3 separate regions of the Sus scrofa genome follow, and regions 1 and 2 are each linked to region 3. Evidence: chromatin contacts called from public Hi-C and HiChIP or PLAC-seq data. All regions are on one chromosome and are shown on one strand. The core of a region is the stretch at or near the end of the contact, and the rest is flanking DNA. Distances in the headings are between cores, read along the strand shown.

Evidence for each region. Hi-C and Micro-C count contacts between places; a contact is called where the count stands out from the background. HiChIP or PLAC-seq counts read pairs in DNA pulled down with a chosen protein or histone mark.
Region 1: a contact with region 3 is called in an H3K27ac HiChIP or PLAC-seq map of skeletal muscle, with 6 times the contacts expected there. The contact joins the promoter of EXOC6 here to the promoter of HHEX in region 3. A contact is called at or near these places in 1 of 5 promoter capture datasets (liver), 5 of 47 Hi-C or Micro-C datasets (blood, mesenteric adipose tissue, retroperitoneal adipose tissue and 2 more) and 2 of 2 datasets of contacts at active chromatin or transcription factors (alveolar macrophages and skeletal muscle).
Region 2: a Hi-C map of retroperitoneal adipose tissue shows a contact between it and region 3, with 1.7 times the contacts expected there. The contact joins the enhancer-like site here to the promoter of HHEX in region 3. A contact is called at or near these places in 1 of 5 promoter capture datasets (liver), 10 of 47 Hi-C or Micro-C datasets (alveolar macrophages, blood, embryonic fibroblasts and 6 more) and 2 of 2 datasets of contacts at active chromatin or transcription factors (alveolar macrophages and skeletal muscle).

What each region holds. Positions count from the first base shown.
Region 1 is chr14:104,325,506-104,329,437 of Sscrofa11.1, reverse strand. EXOC6 (exocyst complex component 6) reads right to left here and starts at 2,495. Exons shown (of 23, transcript XM_021073792.1): 1 at 2,300-2,495. The coding sequence starts at 2,412.
Region 2 is chr14:104,366,839-104,370,476 of Sscrofa11.1, reverse strand. The region is part of intron 1 of EXOC6 (exocyst complex component 6); the gene reads right to left. Among named protein-coding and RNA genes, the nearest start is that of EXOC6, 42 kb to the right of the region's middle. Within about 2 kb of position 2,371, at least 11 of the 83 cell types and tissues checked have an H3K27ac peak or open chromatin away from gene starts, as enhancers often do. A contact at or near this core is called in alveolar macrophages and retroperitoneal adipose tissue, where this site is marked.
Region 3 is chr14:104,193,055-104,197,025 of Sscrofa11.1, reverse strand. It overlaps HHEX (hematopoietically expressed homeobox), which reads right to left and starts at 2,602. Exons shown (of 4, transcript NM_001244579.1): 1 at 2,205-2,602; 2 at 1-130. The coding sequence starts at 2,565.

The DNA.
Region 1 (3,932 bases), core at 1,246-3,745, 130 kb before region 3:
AGGAAAACTAATTTGGGCAAATATTGTCCTAAATAAAGGCTTGTTATGAACCCTGTGTGTATCTTCCAAAACAACATTGGAGTGTTGTTTTTTTTTGTTTTGTTTTGTTTTTTGTCTTTTTGCCTTTTCTAGGGCCATTCCCACAGCATATGGAGGTTCCCAGGCTAGGGGTTTAATCGGAGCTGTAGCCACCGGCCTACGCCAGAGCCACAGCAACACGAGATCCAAGCCATGTCTGCAACCTGCACCACAGCTCACGGCAACGCCGGATCCTTAACCCACTGAGCAAGGCCAGGGATCGAACCCGCAACCTCATGGTTCCTAGTCGGATTCGTTAACCACTGAGCCACGACAGGAACTCCAACATTGGAGTGTTTTAACAGTAGCCTTTGGAAAAGACTGCCCTCACTCCTTGTTCAATAACCCAAACATGAAGCTAACAGTGGGCATTCCAGGTCCAGTGGTAATGATAACAGGCAGCACCTGGAGGAAATATTTATGCAGTGTCTACCCTTGTGATGCTGGGAGGGTACTGGGACTGCTAGATCTAAACAGGTTCATTTCTTTAGGAAGACCAAGTATAAGCTTCTGGATATTTTCCCTCAGAACAGAGGATGGGACAGATCCAAGAACCAAAGCAAGAAGTCAGGTCCAGTACCAGGGCAAGACTAGCCGATAGTTCCAAGGATGGATGAAGTCTGTAGATGTTAGCCAGGATTGTGAGACCAAGGGAGAAGTAGAAAGGGTCAGGGGTCAAAGACTAAGGGCTCTGAAGCAGCAATGGCAGCAGAGGCCATGGTAATTAACACATGGCCAGGTTCCCTTTATCCCCTTCTCACATTTCCCTGTAGACTTCTGACCTAGCTGCCAGACAGATGCACAAGTTTTAGAAGATGCTAGACAGTATAAAGTCTGTTTCCTTTGGAAAAAATGACCAAGCCCTTGTGAAAAGCTTTGGTTTCTTCTACTTATTGAATAAGGTAAAAATTACCTGTCTTTTTTCATGGATGTCTACGATGCTCAAATAAAATGAAAGTGAAAAGAACAGTTATAATAGAGTTGTAATTATTTTGCAACCGCATCTACATGTTGATAATCCAAGAATCAACCAGTAAATACCATTAGCTTCCCATACCCCCAACATTACTTTAGGCCCTTTGGAAAGATTCAAAATTTATTTAATGCAAAATCAAATTGAAACATTCAGGAGAAATGTATTCAGACCGAAATTATAGAATTTCAAAGCATTTGACCCTGGATCTTTTTGAGAATGAAAAGACAACACCAAAAAAAAAAAAAAAAAGAAAGAAAAAGAAAAAAGAAAGAAATCCTTTCACTTAATCTACAAATATTAGTCAACAAATATTTATTGACTGTCACTATCCTGTTCCCACACTGATAGGTATCAGATAAAGGCAGACAGACAAATTTTTTTTTTCTTTTTAGGGCCACACCCACGGCATATGGCAAATCCCAGACTAGGGGTCTAATCGGAAATACAGCTGCCTGTGCTATAGCCATAGCAATGCCAGATCTGAGCCGCATCTGTGACCTACACCACAGCTCAAGGCAATGCCAGATCCTTAACTCACTGAGCGAGGCAGGGATCAAACCAGCAACCTCATGGCTCCTAGTCAGAATCATTTCAGCTGCACCACCACAGGAACTCCAAAATAATTAAACTTTAAAAGTGTCCATTTAGCACAGAGATACATGGTCTTTCATCTTAATCCTGCCCTTGAACTATGCATATTAATCCCCATCCTACCAAAGAAGTTATTTTTAAATCTTATGTAGAAATAAAAAAAAATACATCCAAGAGGCCACCATATACCCAAGAGCAACAACAATGCAAATAAGCATTCTGCGTTCTTCCCCTACAACTGACGTCCACACAAATATAAATGAGTTTCATTGATACATCTAATTGTTCTTGATGTTTTTCACTAGGCAACATCTTAGAGAAAATAATTGAAACCTGATATAAATAAGACGGAATATCCATCTGGAGTTGGCATGCGGCCCTTTTTGACCACTTGAAAGTCATTTCTATTTTTGGATCTTGTGATGATGAATCCTGAAACAAATACAATGCAAAAAAGTGGATTTTTTATTTATTGTCATTCATTTAAGGATAAAATTTTGAGATTAGGTATATAAAGAACTGTAACTATTTTTCAAAAATTATTTTTTATTCTTTATAAAAATAAGTATACAAAGAAGAAAAGTATAAAAAGAAGTGCATAAGACTACCTTATACCTACCAAAGAAGAAACCAGAAAATATAAAGGAGACTTACCTTAAAGTAGCTTCAATGGGCAGCTCGAAGGACTGGATCTCAGCCAGGACATTCTCATAGGTTTGATCTGCGTCCTCTTCCAACATTGCTCCTGATTTTCCAGCCACAGACATCAGATTTTCAGTGCAAAACAGTTGTAATTTATAAGAGAAATGTCGTTTTCCCTATAATTATGACAAGGGTTCTCTCTTCATCCAAAGTAGCAGCAAAAAACTGAGCTCACTGTCTGAGCTCATGCTATCAAAATCCTGGCTTCCAAGAATGTTGCACAGCTGTTGCTGTCCTGTCTCTGCTTATAACATTTTACTTATTATTAACCTTGACACAGTTCAGAAAGTTCCTGCCCAATGCCTGCTATATTTATTTGCTTGTTTCTCAAAGACAGTAACAGCAAACTTTGATAGGGATTAGAAAAATTACACTATAAAAAGTTATTAAATTACAACGGACTTGTTAGGGCACATATTTTAATGTTATTTATGCTAACTGCGCCATTAGAGCTATGCTCCTAATTATTCCTGCAACGACACCCTTGCCCACAAACCCAAGCAGTTAACTTACTCAGAAAAAATATGTGTGTAACAATCCTATAGGATATGATTTTGAGGTCACTGGACAAGCACCTTGGTTCCCCATCCCTGTCACTTGCCACCTTACTCACAAAGGTGTGACGTTCCTCCGTTAAAGAGCCATTCCTTTTTTTGTCTCCTGTTCAAAGACAGATGCTCCTGGAAATGGCTTAATTTTAATCCTTAAACCAGCCACTTATGCCTCACTGTGAATGAGTTTGCTAGATCCTTTCTGCAGGAGAGATTTTGATGTGGAGGGAGAAAGCACGAAGACGCCAGCATGTTAAGGGGGCTGGTTGCCACCGAGAGGAAAAAAGTGTGAAAGGAGTAGAGGCCTAAAATATAAAGGAAAAATGTGGAGACCAGCCAGCCAGTCCCAAGGAGGCCTAAAAAATTAAATGGATACATAATTCCCATTACCATTTGTACTAGATCTTCCTGAATTCTGAGTTTAACCTCATGCTTTCTTGCCCAGTACTGGAAAGAGAGGGAGGACTAGTGACATTCTTCTGTATGAATCTATTTTTTTAAGTTTTTATCAGATTTGTTAATATTGTTCTGAAAAGAAACGGGAAGTTCTTTCTCCTCAAAATGTAATATTCATATAACCACAGGCATGCTTCATAAACTGCATCAGTTTTTCACTTCTCTGTGCACCCTTACACTTGTCAGTGCCACACTGAGTGTCCCTCCATGCCCCAGGGCTTTGGGCTTAGCCCTGTGACTTCTGCAGGCCAGTGATACATGACAGTTTGTGAGCTCCAGGCCTGGGCTTTGTAAGGCCTCTCTTGCTGCTGTTTGCCCTCTTACACCTCTACCATCACCTGAGAAAAATATTCCCGGCTAGCTTGCTGGTCCAAGGAGGATGAGACATACAGGAAGCAGAGTCATTGCCACTGATCCACAAAAATGCAGGGAGAAGCATAGTTTTGCATCTAGCTGCAGCAGTCTGAAGCAGAGGCACCCACCCCAGCCATGCCCCAAATACTCACAGACACAGGAGCAATGACGAATGATGGTTCTTTTCAGCCACTGAGTGATGGGTTGGTTATATGTGCTAGTAG
Region 2 (3,638 bases), core at 1,122-3,621, 170 kb before region 3:
TTATCATAATCTTAAATATTCTACAAGTAAATAATAGTTGTTTCTAATATTAAAAAATGGCTAGAATTTTATTATCCTTAAGCAGTGGGAAAAAAGTGTTTTCCCTCCTCTCTATAGAATTCTTCAAAATTTTCTACAATGAAGGTTTTTGTTTTTTATTAATTCAGTTGAAAAAGTATTTACTGAGGATTTCCCATGTGGCACGGTGGGTTAAGTATCCGGCGTTGTCATGCAGCAGCTAGGGTTGCTGCTGTGGTGTGGACTGGATCCCTAGCCCAGGAGTTTTCATATGCCGTAGGTGCAGCCCCCAAAGAAAGTATTTACTGAGAATGTTGTACCCATGGTATTATGCTATGTAACATAGTTTGAATTAGCCAGGTATGCATGACAATCATAGGCCTCAGGGACTATAAGGCCTGCATTTGAGATATTTATTTAAAATATACACACAAGACATACAATCATAACTAAACAACATTGTGTAGCACTTTAAAAATCCATGCTATTAGAATTCAGACAGAGAAAATATCCATATATTTATATGTGTATGTGTTTAAATAGATAATATGTATCCTTGTAGAATACAATGTTTTAGGATGCCAAAATTTCATATAGGAAATAGGACCTAAGAAGGGAATTCCGTGATAGGTAGATAGAGGAGGAGAAAATTCAATCATGGTAAACACAGCCAGGAAAGAACACAGCACTGTAAAAGAGACAAGCAGTTTAACCGATATGAAGGATATCTGTTGTAAGTAGTGAGAATTCTAACAGAACTCTTAAGAGTAGTTAATCTTTACTTGACTTGTGCCCAAGCCAAGGAGTGGCAAGACTATTCTCTGTGATTTTAATAAAAGTCATAAATCTTCGCCCCAGAAAACTGTACAAACACAACTACAATATATTCTTTGTCTCTAAGAACCACTGACCATTCACAAGGCTGGACAAGCAATATGGCCTCTTCTGACCAACAGTACTTTGCACCAGAAGCGTACAACTGATTCAAGATAGTTCAGTTAGACAGCTCTTTCAGGAATTTTGAACTGGAATTCAGACACAGCCATCTGTATGCGCTTGACTGACATATGGAAGCTGTAGGTGGTCATCCTCCTCAAGTACAGAGAGAAGGAGAGAAAGCCAGACTTCAGAGAACGAAGAAGACAGAGAGAAACATGGAGAAATGGAAAGAAATACTATCACTTCTTTCTTTCTTCTAGTCTTTTGAGAAGTAGGATTGCTGTGAGATACCCAGTAACCGTACACTATTTTTTTCCATAAGTTCATTCAAGTTGGTTTAGTAATTACAACTAAAATAAACAAAAATCTGTAACTAAGATATACATGCACATGTATGCACACACCTACACATACACAAACATACACACAAATTCCTTACAATTATAAGGAGTTGACAAATCACCTTATCTGACCAATACATTAGAGCATGTCTTCCCAAATGAAGAGGTTATACCACAATAATGATCATCTCAAACCTCATTCTAACTTTCTATCTATGCCATGATATAAAAAAAAATCCAAAAATAAAGTCATAGTTTAATTAAATAGACCCTTGAGGAAACGAACATGTCAAACAAGTCTCTAGGATAATAAGCGATAATAATATAATGCCATCTAGCTTTCATACAACATTTTTGCTTTTTCAAAACTTCCACAATATTGAATAGCTAAGTAAAGAATTCAGGATAAATGTCCTAAAATATCACTGTTAAGTATCTAAACCAAGTAGGTATTTTGTAGCTGTCAAGTAATGGAGAGTTTCTAGCAACTCTAACAACGTATAAACACAGAATTCAATTTTTTTCATTACAGAATGATTAAGATTTTTTTTGTTTACAAAATATTCACTCTTTTCCCATAAATATTTCATCTAGTTTGCCATATGCACTCTTAAATGTTTTATTAAGTAATGCCCAGGTGTTTCCTCTAATTCAACTGAAGACATTCTGTCAAACAATATTTTAAATGACAGAGTTAATATACTTTAATTTAAAAAAAAGGAAACAATCATATCTTAAAGAATCATACAATCTATCAAAGTATCAAGATAAATCAAAGTCAAAAAATAAAGGATGGCTTTCCATACATTTCTGATGTTGAATTTTACTTGCCTTGTTTTTCCTCTATGCACAATTTCTCAGACTTGTACTCACTAATAATATCCTGTTTCCCTGCACAGGAAAGAGTCTAGTGCAGTTTGTTAGTTAACATTACTTCCTATAACTAGGACTGACATTCTGTAATATTGACATTAACACTCACTGAAATTGGTTAACAACAAAGCATAATGATGATCGTTAATGGACATCCTCTATGGTGAAACCTGAACTGATAATCAGCTAACACAGATTTGCAATAGACTTCCTCCTTCCTGTTTTTACACTCCTGACGAAGGAGATGTCTCTTCCTGTTGACTTTTGCACTACTTGATAAAAAGCTAAAGATGAGAAATGGAAACTCTTAACATGTATAAATTTAATTTCTCCTCTAGGAAGGATAACAAGTTGCTAAATAAATTTTAATTCGAAAAGCTTAAACAATTAATCAGATTAATGAATGCAGATGTAGACTGCCTCCCTAGAAGAATGTAGAAAATTCAACAAAAACATCAAACTGTCTAGAGCAGATCTAAAGTGCAGCAGTTTGCTTAGCAGCTTAAGAGATGATCTATATACTGCTACCAAAGTCCTTCTCAGGAGTATTCATTTACAATCAAGGGGAAATTCACTTAAGATTGACTTCTCAGCAAAGCAGCCAAAAACAAAAAACAAAAGCAAACAAAAAAACCACCATTCACCATGGAAAATAAAACAGAAAATTAATTGAATTCTACACTTACAATTTGTGCTTTACGCTAAAAACTATAGTTCAAAATGTAGATATAACATTAATATTTATAGACCCCAAACTTTAGCAACAAACTTTTATAAAGCAGAAACTATAAGAGATGTGAGAAGAGACTGTAACAAATTAAAAAGTAGGACACTAACATACCTCTCAATTTAAGAAAGGTGAAAAACAATATGAGGCCTTAAAGTACATAACCAACTTGGTTAATAAGGAGTCTGTGTGTAAAACTGAGAACCCTAATAAAAGAGAATATGCTTTCTTTCTAAGAGTACATGAAACACTCAAGAAAACTAACCATATATTAAGCCACAAATAAAATCTCAGTAGAGTTCCCTGGTAGCCTAGAAGTTAAGAATTAGGCACTGTCACTGCTGCAGCATGGGTTTGATCCCTGGCCCCAGAACTTTCTCATGCCACAGGCATGACCAAATGGAGAAAAAAAAAAAAAAAAAAGATTTACCTAAATGAAGTGTAATAAAATTAAAAATTAAAAGCAAATTTTTAAAAATAAAAAAGACTACATCTGGAAACTTTTTAAAAAATGCACCACTAAAAAACTATTGGATCAAAGGGAAAATATTAAAATAAAACAGCAGAATTTCTTTAAAATGGCAAGGAAAACATCAGAATATGTGAGATACAGCTGTATCAGTCATTAGAGAAACATTAATAGCATGAAATAATTACCTCAATAAAATAAATGAAACAAGTGCAAAATACAAAAAGCTAGAAAAACAATAAATTAAATCAAAAGAAACAGAAGAAATAAA
Region 3 (3,971 bases), core at 1,353-3,852:
GGGGAAAGGTATTTCTGGGTCTCAAACTTCTTCTCCAGCTCAATGGTCTGGTCATTGGAGAACCTAACCTGGCCGCCTTTCCTTTTATGCAGAGGCCTCTGAAGGAAGGGGCTCCAGAGCAGGGGTTTGCCTGTGGGCAAGAGTGGCTATTAGAAAGGACCCTGTAGCGGCCTGACCCACTTCAGACTTGTCTGGCCCTGAGAGTGACAAAGAGAAGGAAGGGAGCCTGGAGGACCCGCTACCAGATACACCGACATATACAGACCCAGAGATACAGGAACACCCAAAGTCACACGCCTACACTGCCTATGCACATAGATCACACTGTACACTCCCAGACACACACAACCATCACGCCCATAGCTAAATATAACCGTTTTGATTCCCAGAAGAACATCGACTATAAATTGAGCTTAAAATCACCATGATCTTTTTAACCAGTCGCTCTCAGAATTTATACACAACTTTTTGCTCCTCTGGGCCCTCTCTCTTGGGGGAGCGCACTTTCCAAAGATCAAGTGGGTGTTACGTTGAGGAGGAGCGGGTTTGTCGCACTAGTCAGGCGCGTTGCTGCCGGGGCGGCGCCGGGACCAGGAGACCACCTCCAGGGTGCGAGGGAAACCCTCCCGCCCGGGCGCGGGCTTCAGGGCGCGCGCGCGTAGCTTTCAATCCTGCCTGGAGGGCGCCGCGGCCTTCTCTGATTTCACACCCGGCTCGTGGGGGCGGCCAGTAAAAGCCACCCCGTGGGCTATGGCAACATTTCCGTCAATGTGTTTCCTGTTGGTCTATCTCGAAAAACCCTTTGCTTCCTCCTGCACAGTCCCAGCAGTAACCCAAGGAAACCCAGGGCGCGCTCAGTGAAAATGCTCGCCCCCAGGTCCGGCCCAACCCGGCTGAGAGTCCGCCTTCAGCCCCAGCAGGCGAAGAGAGTGACGACAGGCCTGTGGCACCAAACCCTCGAAGGCGGGATCAAAAACACAATATAATAACTCTAAAAAAAAAAAATCCTAAAATATAAACTCCCCCAAATCTCTGTAGCAAAGTAGAAAAGTGGAGCGCTAGGGGCTGCACCATAATAATGACATTACAAAGTCAATTAATTGAAATGTTAGTTGTCTGCCGGGTGCCTGCAGAAGCTGCTGATAACAGAGGTTAGATTTAAAACCTTGGTGACCCAAGGCAAGGAGCCCGGTTTTATTTACCCCAGGCTTCAGATGCCAGAGGCGCCAAGGGCCACCCGGAGCGTGGATCACGCTTATTTCTTTGGCCATGTACTGAGGGGACAAGTCCTGTAAACTCTATATGGCCAACGTGTCCGCGCTGCCCTTCCTACTCCAAAGACGTGTCGGTCAGTCCGTCCGTCCATGGGTCTGCAAGGCCTGCGCTACACGCTTTGAAAGCTGGCATTGTTTTTTCGAGATTTTGCTTACGTCAGGATTCAGACCGGTTCAAAACAGCCTCAAAAAAAAAAAAAAGGAAGCAACTGGTTATTTTAGCTGCCATAAAGTCACATCCCACACAGAGGAAATGAACAATATCAGAAAAACGGATCCCGGCTATCAGAAGTCGAGTGTTTCCTGAATTTGTCTGTATTGAGGATGTCGATAAAATAATCAGCAGCGTGCACTACTCCGGGGGAAGGGTCTGCTTCATGCAGCCAGGAAAACACTTAACAGCTTCTGAAACCAGATTTACTCCTATCGAGAACTCAAGATTTCCTGTATGAACGGAAAGGGTCAGGCTCTTTCACTGCACAAGCTTGTTGAACTAGGTCCAGCCCCGTAACCACCCGGCCCGGGAACTACCCTTGCCCCGCACGAGTGGCCTGGGGGGCCTTGGCACTCCCTTCCCAGTCCCCCCAGCTCAGGGAGCCCCACCCGGGCGACACGGGCCCCCAGGACTCCTTCGTCCGTCGGCCCTGGCGGCAGCGCCCGAGGTCTGGCCGGGGCCTGCTTGCCCCGACGCCTGCAAGGTGCAGGAAAACCAATCTGAGTCACAGTGCGGTCAGTCTGGGCCGCGCGCCGCCGGGGCCCGCGCCTCCCGTTCCCCGCGCGCGCCCGACAGCCGCTTTTCAATCGCTTTTGCCACAACTTTCTATTGCCTCCCCCTCCGCCCCCGCCGCCTCCTGGGCGCTGCCACCTGCCGGGTGGCGCCTTCCTCTCCGCCGCCCCGGCTCGGCCCCGCCATGACCCCGGCCGCCTTACCCAGGGGGTCGTGGCGGATCAGGGCGTGCGTGTAGTCATTCACCGACCGCGGGAAGGGGTACAGAGGGCCCCCGAAGCCGCTGGGTCCGTAGGCGGCGGCCAGCGCGGCAGCGGAGTGGTGCGAGAAGGCGGGGTGGATCGGCGTGGGCTCGTACACCGGGGTCCGGTAGGAGGACACGAGGCTGGTGAAGGAGGAGTTGGGGGACGGCAGCGTGGGCGTGGGGGTGGGCGCGGCGGGCCCGCGACCCAGAATGTCCTCGATGTAGAACGGCGTCGGGTGCGCAGGCTGCAGCAACGGCGTGGGCGCGTACAGCGGCACCCCCACGGCGCCAGCTGGGGGACCGGGGTGCGGGTACTGCATGGCTCTGCCGCGCTCCGGCCCCTCGGAGAGCTGCCGGCCCGCGCCGCGGCGCTACATTTATCCGCGCTCCGCGCTCCCGGCGATAGGCTCTGTCGGCCGCGGGGTGGGGCCGGGCACTCTGGCCCCTTCCTGCCGCCAGGCCCTGCGGCCAATGGCGCGGAGCCCCGGGAGCCGCCTCCCGCCCCCACCTTTGGCCCGCCCCCGTCGGCTGAGCTCCCCGCCCTCGGGACCAGCCCGCTTCCAGCCTCCGAGGACCCTGCGCCCCCGTGCCCAGCTGCCCGCACGCTCGGGGCTCCAGGCACCCCGGCCCGTGACGCCCTCGAAAGAAGTCCGGGACACCCTCGAAGGAAGCCCAGGGCCGCGTCCGTCGAGCGAGGCGTGAGGCAAGCAGCTGCCTGGAAGGCGGATTCAAGCGGCTGTAGCCCCGGTGGGAACACACCTCCACCGAAACCCGGGTGCACTGGTCGGAGCCCGGACCTGGGGTGGCTGCAGCTGCCCCAGGGAAGGGACGGCTGGACTCGGGCTCTGCAGGCGTAGAGGTCACTGGCAGGACTGCGGCTTCGCAGGCCCGAGAGCACCCTCCCTGGTCGGCGCGCTCCCTGGAGTAACGGTGGCACAGGCTGTTGCCCCGGGCGTCTAGGGGAGCTCGCGGTGGGAGAGAGTGCCTTGGGATCCTGGGGCAGCTCCAACGAGAGAGATCCACGGCCCTTGCCTGCCCAGTGGGGTAAGGATAACTAGACTTCAGGTGTTCTGGACTCTTGGCCTCTCTACCTTGTTTCACTTGTGGTCCCCGGGACTCAGCCACTTCCCGGGGACGCTGGCAGAAGTCCCTTCCGGCAGGAATTAAGGGAAGGCCTGAGTCCTACGGCGTCAGCCAAAAGCTGTGCGATTTTCTCCGACCCATTAGGAGCTGCTCCTGGTCCCCTATCCCCGGGTCCAGGGGGATCACAGCTGCGCGCAGCCCCGCTTTTGCCGTTTTGCACGTGTTTTCTATTGAAGCCTTGACGCTACCCGGTGTGGCTTCGGTTCTGTGCAGCTCCACTCGCCTGCGGGGCAAGGGGGCATTTTCTTGATTGACGCCCTCCTGCGGTAGTCACACCTCGCGGTGAGCGGTTTCTGCTAAGGTCCTCCATGAACCGTGGAAATGAGAGGACTTCCCGGCTTTTTCTATTCAGCGTTTTTATTTGCCTCTTGGAATTATTTCTCCGACTGCAGCAGAACGGCAGTAGGAAGAGTGGGCTGGAAGCCGGATGGCCTGGATTCAAGTTTAAGTCTGCACTTTTTTGTTGAGCACCTACTGTGTGCCAGCAGTGTACAAGACAGATTTTGTTCCTGTCCTCGAAGTGGCTGGAAACAAATTTAATACAGTGACTTATGTATGTGCTAGGAAGAAGTATGTGATGTTT